Linked DNA regions of Sus scrofa: region 2 is linked to region 1. Evidence: chromatin contacts called from public promoter capture Hi-C data. All regions are on one chromosome and are shown on one strand. The core of a region is the stretch at or near the end of the contact, and the rest is flanking DNA. Distances in the headings are between cores, read along the strand shown. Region 1 holds the start of CYCS (cytochrome c, somatic). Region 2 holds the start of DFNA5 (non-syndromic hearing impairment protein 5).

What was found. Promoter capture Hi-C pulls out the DNA fragments that hold promoters and counts their contacts.
Region 2: a promoter capture Hi-C map of fetal skeletal muscle shows a contact between it and region 1, with 3 times the contacts expected there. The contact joins the promoter of DFNA5 here to the promoter of CYCS in region 1. A contact is called at or near these places in 1 of 5 promoter capture datasets (fetal skeletal muscle) and 1 of 2 datasets of contacts at active chromatin or transcription factors (alveolar macrophages).

Annotation. Positions count from the first base shown.
Region 1 is chr18:47,167,880-47,171,481 of Sscrofa11.1, forward strand. CYCS (cytochrome c, somatic) reads left to right here and starts at 2,042. Exons shown (of 3, transcript NM_001129970.1): 1 at 2,042-2,106; 2 at 3,002-3,178; 3 at 3,296-3,602. The coding sequence starts at 3,010. The coding sequence ends at 3,444. It also overlaps the pseudogene LOC102165713.
Region 2 is chr18:47,523,297-47,527,054 of Sscrofa11.1, forward strand. DFNA5 (non-syndromic hearing impairment protein 5) reads left to right here and starts at 1,341. Exons shown (of 10, transcript XM_021078676.1): 1 at 1,341-1,625.

The sequences.
Region 1 (3,602 bases), core at 792-3,291:
ATCCTAGGATATTTTGCAGGTCTTATTCCTCGCCTCCTAGGTGACATCATTTCCTTGTGGCTCTTTAACTCACTGGCCTACCTCATCAGTACCTATGCACTGGACAGTGGGGTTTCCACCATGAATGAAATTAGCTATTCCCAAGCTGTCACAGGATTTTTTGCCAGTATGTTGATGTATCCTTTTGTGCTTGTCTCTCACCTTATGGCTGTCAGCAACTGTGGGCTTGCTGGTGGACCCCCTCCTATTCCCCAATATATACTTCTTGGATAGATTGTTGGTGCATGCTACAAAAAGAGGGAAATATGAGCAAAGGAAATAGCTTGTTTTTCTGGAAGGTCCCCTTTGGGAAGACTTATTGTGACCTGAGAATGTTAATTTGAAGATGTGGGGCAGGGACAGTGACATTTCTATAGTCCCAGATGCACAGAATTATGGGAGAGAATGTTGATTTCTATACAGTGTGGTGCGCTTTTTAATCATTTAATCTTTGGAAAATGAAATTAATTAATTAATGAATTAACCTCTTAGCAGCTATTGCTGAATTCAGAGGTAGGAGGAAGGATGCTAGAATGTAAGCTCCACCAGAGAAACATTTTTCACTGATTTATTCCAAGTTCCTAGAAAGTGTCCAGCACATGATATGCATTCAATAAACCCTTGAATGAATGAATTCAGCAGCGCTTGACAGAACAGGGAAAAGAAGGAAAAATCAATTAGAATTCTGGGGCTAAACTGAGGGACAAGGAAGTTGAGAAACTTCTCAGTGACAAAACTGTGTATCTCAGGAAGGAGAGCTAGAAGTATAATTACTGGAAGTTATGGTGATCAAACCTACACTTCTAGGAGTTCCCATGGAGGTTCAGCAGTAAAGAGCCTGACTAGTATCCAAGAGCATGCAGGTTCCATCCCCGGCCTGCCTCAATGGATTAAGGATCCTGCATTGCCGTGAGCTGTGGTGTAGATCACAGACTCGGGTAGGATCTGGCATGGCTGTGGCGCAGGCCAGCAGCTTCATCTCTGATTCGACCCCTAGCCTGGGAACCTCCACATGTCTGGGGTGCGGCCCTAAAAAGACAAAAAACAAACAAAAACAAAAAACCCTACATTTCTAATATGACCCCAAGCTCATTGGCTTACTTGAACATGATCTTCATTTAGGTTAGATGGGATGTAAATTCTCTCTAGATTCCCCGAAATTCTCTAACTATGTAAAAATATTTCTTCCTGGATGCTGCTTGCACACACTCCTTGCTCTTTCTACACACAAATGACAGGAGGGAAGGGCTGGCAGAAAGAAGCCGGAAGGTAAGGGACCAGAGCTACAACCCAGGCAGCTCTAACACCGCAACTGCAGCACCTGTCCCAGTCTTCGGGCGTCCGTAAAGGAAAGGGAGATCTGTAAGATGACTTTAAGTCACAAAGTGGAGGAGAAACAAGAACAAGGTCAGGAGCTCATGTCCAACTCTCACAACTCTGGTTGCAGGCTATCCCTCTGGGGTGCCCCTGGCGCCAGCCGCGGAAATACGATCAAGTCTGGGTAAAGGTGGCCAGCTAAGGGAATGACAGCCAGGGGAGCTCTAGGTGTGTCCAAGTTGGACTGTCTCCCTCCAGGCAGGCAAAACGTGCCGCTCAAAGAGCATTACGTCAACCAGAACAACCCGGTTACCCCGGCCGCATTCCGCCCTCAATCCACTACTCCATTCCGCCCCACCCTCCCCGTCATCACACGCAAGCACACAAGAGGTCAGAGAGCGATGCCCGCCCTTCCCGGCACAACCTCGGTGTCGCACCTCTAACGGCCTGTCGTAAATACCCGGCAAGAGAGGCCCCGACAGGAAGGGCACGCACGCGGTACACCCTACCCTGCTAGCCGGCGTGCGCGCGCAGATCTCCGAAGCCGGCCCTAGAGACCGGGGCCAATGAGGCGCGGTGACGTCACTGCGTATCAGTCCGCCGGGCCGCACGTGGAGCCGCCAGAGGGCGGAGCTAGTTCGGTTGCACCAACGCCGGTACATAGGCGCGGACCGGCGTGTCCTTGGACCCAGAAAGCGGGACGTCCGGCCTGCGAGTGGTGGCTTGTCTGTTGAGCTCGGCGAAAGAACGGTGAGCCCTGGGTGCGGAGGCCACAGCGGGCGGGAAGCCAAGCCTTGAGGGCGCGCGCTTGCGAGGGCTGCGCGCGGGCGAACTGAGGCCGGGCGGGCCGGGAGTGGCGGCCCCGGACTGCGCCCGGCCACGAGCGGGTGGTCTCCGCTTTGAGCAGGGCCAGGACCCAGCTAGGTAATGGCGTGGTCTGGTCAAGGTCCTGAACGTTTAAAGATGACTTGGTTGTGAACCGTTGCGAGATGCTGGCCCTCGGGACGTCGGGGCTGTGGCAGTGACTGACAAGACTTCCTCCCGAGGGAGGGCGGGGGTGAGGGTGCTGCGCGCGGCGCCTCACGTCTGCTTTCCAAGAGAGCCAACTGCTTTTCCAGTAAATCTTCTTCTTCTGGCCACCTGTTGCGTTTCCTCTTCACCTGTTCAGGCACCTGGGAGACGTAGGTTTCATCCCAGTCTCCTTCAACCCGGCCTGGGTGAATGATCTCGTGGTCGCCCCTGAGACCCCAGGGACGGGGGACCTCGAAGCTTGCTGCTGCCCTCCCAACCCACAGCAAGGCGAAAGTTGGAATTTTTGGTGGTTTGGGTTTAATGTAATCACAGTTCAGCTTAATTAGCTTTGTGACTTTTTGTGACCTTGACCTCATCTTTTGGAATAGTTTTGAACTAGCATCCCACTTTGCTTGCTTGGGCTGTAACTTTTTCGAAGTTCTTCCAAATAGCGTTTTTGCTATAAAAAGTTTTTTCTGTTAAAGAGTCTATTGCAAGTGTAGCGAGTAAAGCATGGTTCAGCCTGGTACTTAGTGTAATAAGTTTGCAATGAATAAGTGACTGGAGTTGATCATTTGTTTCCACTGTATTTTTACTTGCAGAAAAATTAATAAGCTGAGTCTTTCATTTCTAGATTTTAAAATGGGTGATGTTGAGAAGGGCAAGAAGATTTTTGTTCAGAAGTGTGCCCAGTGCCACACTGTAGAAAAGGGAGGCAAGCACAAGACTGGTCCAAACCTCCATGGTCTCTTTGGGCGGAAGACAGGTCAGGCTCCTGGATTCTCTTACACAGATGCCAACAAGAACAAAGGTAAGAGGGGGACCCTCGTGAACAAACCCGAGCACAAATTGCAGGGATGTAACCTATGGTAAATGAACAGTTTTTTGGGAGTGCGACATACTTAATACTGCATCCGTCCTTGTTTAGGCATCACCTGGGGAGAGGAGACACTGATGGAGTACCTGGAGAATCCCAAGAAGTACATCCCTGGAACAAAAATGATCTTCGCTGGCATTAAGAAGAAGGGAGAAAGGGAAGACTTGATAGCTTATCTGAAAAAAGCTACTAATGAGTAAAAGTTGGCCACCGCCTTATTTATTACAAGACCGACATGTCTCATGACTTTTATATGTGTACCATATTTAAATTGATCTCATACTCTAGAATTCAGATCATGTATGGCTGATGGAATGTTTCTGTTGGATGGTCCTGATTTAAATAAGATTGGTTGGTG
Region 2 (3,758 bases), core at 91-2,590, 350 kb after region 1:
ATATGCATCTAAAAGAGTGCAGGTCTCCCCAAAAGTGGCTCCCGAAGAATTAGGAAGCAGTTATGGCAGCCAGGCTGAGCTGGTTTGTTAGCATGCTCATTTATGAAATAAATCCCGTCAATACATTTTACCAATTTTGCCTGACGTTTGCAAGTTGCTTATTCAGAAAGGATCTGGGGAAAGAGTAGGAAATGCACAACACTCCACAGATGTGTTTCAGAAATTCTGTAACTTGAAATATAGTTTTTATACTGAATCTTATTAAAAGCGAACCCTGTTATGTCACTATGTCCCCCCTGATTAATATTTATCTCCTGTAAAATTCTGTTATAGCGCCATCTTCTACAATAGGATGAGAGGATTGGGGTGGGAGATTTTCTTTTTATTCATTTTTTTTTTCCTAGTTGGACTAAAATTCCCATCTTGCATTTGTCCATTTGAAGTCTTCAAATACTTTAATAACAGTAATAAGCACAATTGTTCAAAAAATACAACAGAAACATGGAGACTCTTAGTTTGGGCTATGCCAGAATCCTGATCCACCCACCATGGACAAGGGAGATTAGCCATGAGGAAGGGGAAGGAGAAGGGGAAGGGAGGGAATGTTCTAGAACACAATTCAGCACTCTCTCCCAACACATGGTGTGTTCAAACTCTGCTTGGTGATGCTTCCTATTTTCAGAAGAGTCTGTACTGCCCTGTGGTTTTATTTATTTAAAAAATTTTTTTTTAATTTTTATTTTTTTTTGTCTTTTTAGGGCTGCACCAGGTCAGGGGTCGAGTCGGAGCTGTAGCCACGGGCCTATGCCACAGCCAGACCAGGTCCAAGCTGCGTCTGTGACCTATTATACTGAAGGTCACAGCAACGCTGGATCCTCCACCCACTGAGCGAGGCCGGGGATAAACCTGCGGCCTCATGGATACTAGTCAGATCCATTTCTGCTGCACCACAACAGAGCTCCCAGTCCTGTGGTTTTCAAGTTCAGACTGTTACAGAGCAGGACGCTATGGGGCCTTCCCAGGACAGAACTCTCCACCATCCTGGGCCTTGGCTTCTTTCCCAAGTGCCTAGACAACAGCATCTGATGCACATTTCCTGAGCTGTTTTACTGATGCTAAAACCACCACCCGGTGGAAGAAGTTAACCCCTTGATGATCCTGAGCGAGCCCATAGCCCCCAGACTTCCTGGCCCCTAAGGACTGATAATGTTAACACCTGTAACACCACCCTGTTTTCTCACTCTCAACCAATCAGAGTGCAGGAGCTGATCACATGCCTGGGGACGCTCCTCCCTCACCTAGCCTTTAAAAAGCCTTCCCTGAAACCCAGTAAGGGGCTCAGGTGTTTTTGAGCGCTGGCTGTCCTGAGCTTCTCGCTGGGGGCCCTGCAGCAAACGCTGCGCTCTCCTTCGCCACAACCTGGTGTCTTGTAGATTGGCTTTACTGTGCGTGAAGACGAGCAGAGTCTGGTTCCGTCATAAGATGGCATCAAACGATCTGGGTTTGCATTTTGCCTCCATCTCGTCCCAGCTCGGTGAACTTCCTAGCTTGTGCCTCAGTTTACACATTTGTAACTTGGACCTTCAACCAGTTACTGGGAGGATTAACTGAATCAATCAATGCAGGTAAGGTACGTAGAACTCTGCATGGTGACAGTTAAGAGAAAGCACTACATAAATATTATTTGCTGATCTGATATTCTCTTCCTCAAACATTTAATTGAAGACAGTGAACAGGACCAACAACAACAACAAAAAAAAGTGAAAAATTTGAATGCACTGAGTAACTGTTGCACCAAAAATCTCATGTGCTCTCAATGACAAGCGGTTACCTATCTAGACAGAAGGCTGAGCTTGTCGGTGGAGACTTCATGAATATGCTGCTTATAGGATGTTCTTAAGGTTAATGGCCAAGGTCAGGAGACAATAATCTTTACAACAAGTCAGAGTCATCACTATACTAATTTACGAAGACAGAGAATCAGCTGCATGGATGAAAAGTCTCTTGGCGGGGCCAGGACAGAGATTCTTCTGTTCTTCCACTGTCTAATCACTTTGGCCAGGCAGGGGACTAAAAGGGGGCCACCTCTCTTGACCGTTTCTATTCAGTCATTTATCCAACAACCATTAATTGTTCACCTGCCCTGTGCCAGGTACTGCAAAGAGGAGTAAGACCCCACAGGCTAGTTGGAGGGACAAGAAGACATAAATGAATTCAACAATTATCTACTATCAACCATCCATCGGGTGCTATGCTAGGTTTCGGGGTATGGTGAACCAAACAGGCCAAACCCGTCCCCTCGGAGAGCTGACATTTCAGGGAACAGAAAGATTATGCCCGGAATAAGTATGATGTGTGTCCTCTCTCACATGGTGATCCGTACAAAGGAGAAAAAGCCGGCGAGGAACTAAGGCATGTTCCTGTACGGTGGTGGATTGGCTTATCCTTTTTTTTTTTTTTTTTTTTTTTTGGTGGGGGCTGCAGGCGCGGCATATGGAAGTCTCCACGCTAGGGGTCAAATTGGAGTTACAGCTGCCGCCGGGCTATGGCATAGCCACAGCCCCAGCCACACCAGATCAGAGCAGCGTCTGCAACCTACATCGCAGGTGACGGCAATGCTGGATCCTTTCACCCACTGAGCAGGTCTAGGGATAGAACCCTCGTCCTCATGGATATGAGCCGGGTTCCTTACCGCTGAGCCACGACTGGCAACTCCTGGGTTGGCTGTACTTTTAATTTGAATAGGCAGGGACTATTAAATATAAGGAGGTGGGTATTCCTATTAAATACAAGAAGGTGGGGTAATTAATCTAAGGATAAGCCCAGAGCAGATGGGGGCCCAAGCGAAAGCCCTGCCTCATTCCGGGCCCTGCTGAAGGTACTCCTGAGTGCAGGTTCTCCGAGCTCACTCCTCCGGCCGAGGCTCCGGGCTCCAGGGGGCGGGGACAGAGCAAAGGTCCCGCCGCCCGCCCCCCTCGTAGGAGCCCCCGCCCCGGCCCGCCCAGGCCCGGCCCGGCCCGGCCCGGCCCGCGGGGTTCCTCGGGCTCGGCCGGCGCCGGGCGCAGGGCGTGCTGCGAGGGTTTGGCAAGTGCGCGCCGCTCGCCTGGGCTCGGGTAAGTGCGCGCCGCAGGGCGCGGCTCCGGCCTTGACCTTGGGGAGCCCGGTCCGCGCGGCCCTGTCTCTCTGGGACACCCTCCCATCTGGCTCTTAGTCCCAAGGGGGACGAACGGGTGGTCTGCCCGCAGCTGGCCCGCCGGCCCCATCGCGTCCCCTCCTCGCTCGCCTGCCCAGCTCGCGTCCCCCACCCCTTCCCCCTCCCCTCTCCTGCCCCCTCCCCACTGCCCTTTCCATCCCCGGCTGTTGCCAGGGTAGCGGGTACCTTCTGCCCCCCACCCCTGCGCGCCGTCTCCCCACTCCTTCGTTTCTTTGTCTTCCGGTTTCTCCCCCTCGGGTGCACCGAGGCTTTCCCGGGCCCCGCGCCTGGACGCGTGCGTGCGGGGAGGGAGGGCGGGCGGGGGCTTCACCCTCCGGCCTGGACCGAGTTCCGCTCCGCCCGCGTCCGGGATGCTGGGCCCGGCGCCTGCGGAGACCAAGCCCTCCTGGGACTTCTCGGCCTGGCCTGAGTGGGTGACATCACAGCAGATCACGGGACCATCTTGGGCTTTAACCTGCGGAGCCCCAAGCCGCTTCCTAACTGCACCTGGCACGGAAAGACTAGAGGGCGGTCTGCGAACGGTATTGGTTGTAGATCATTCCGA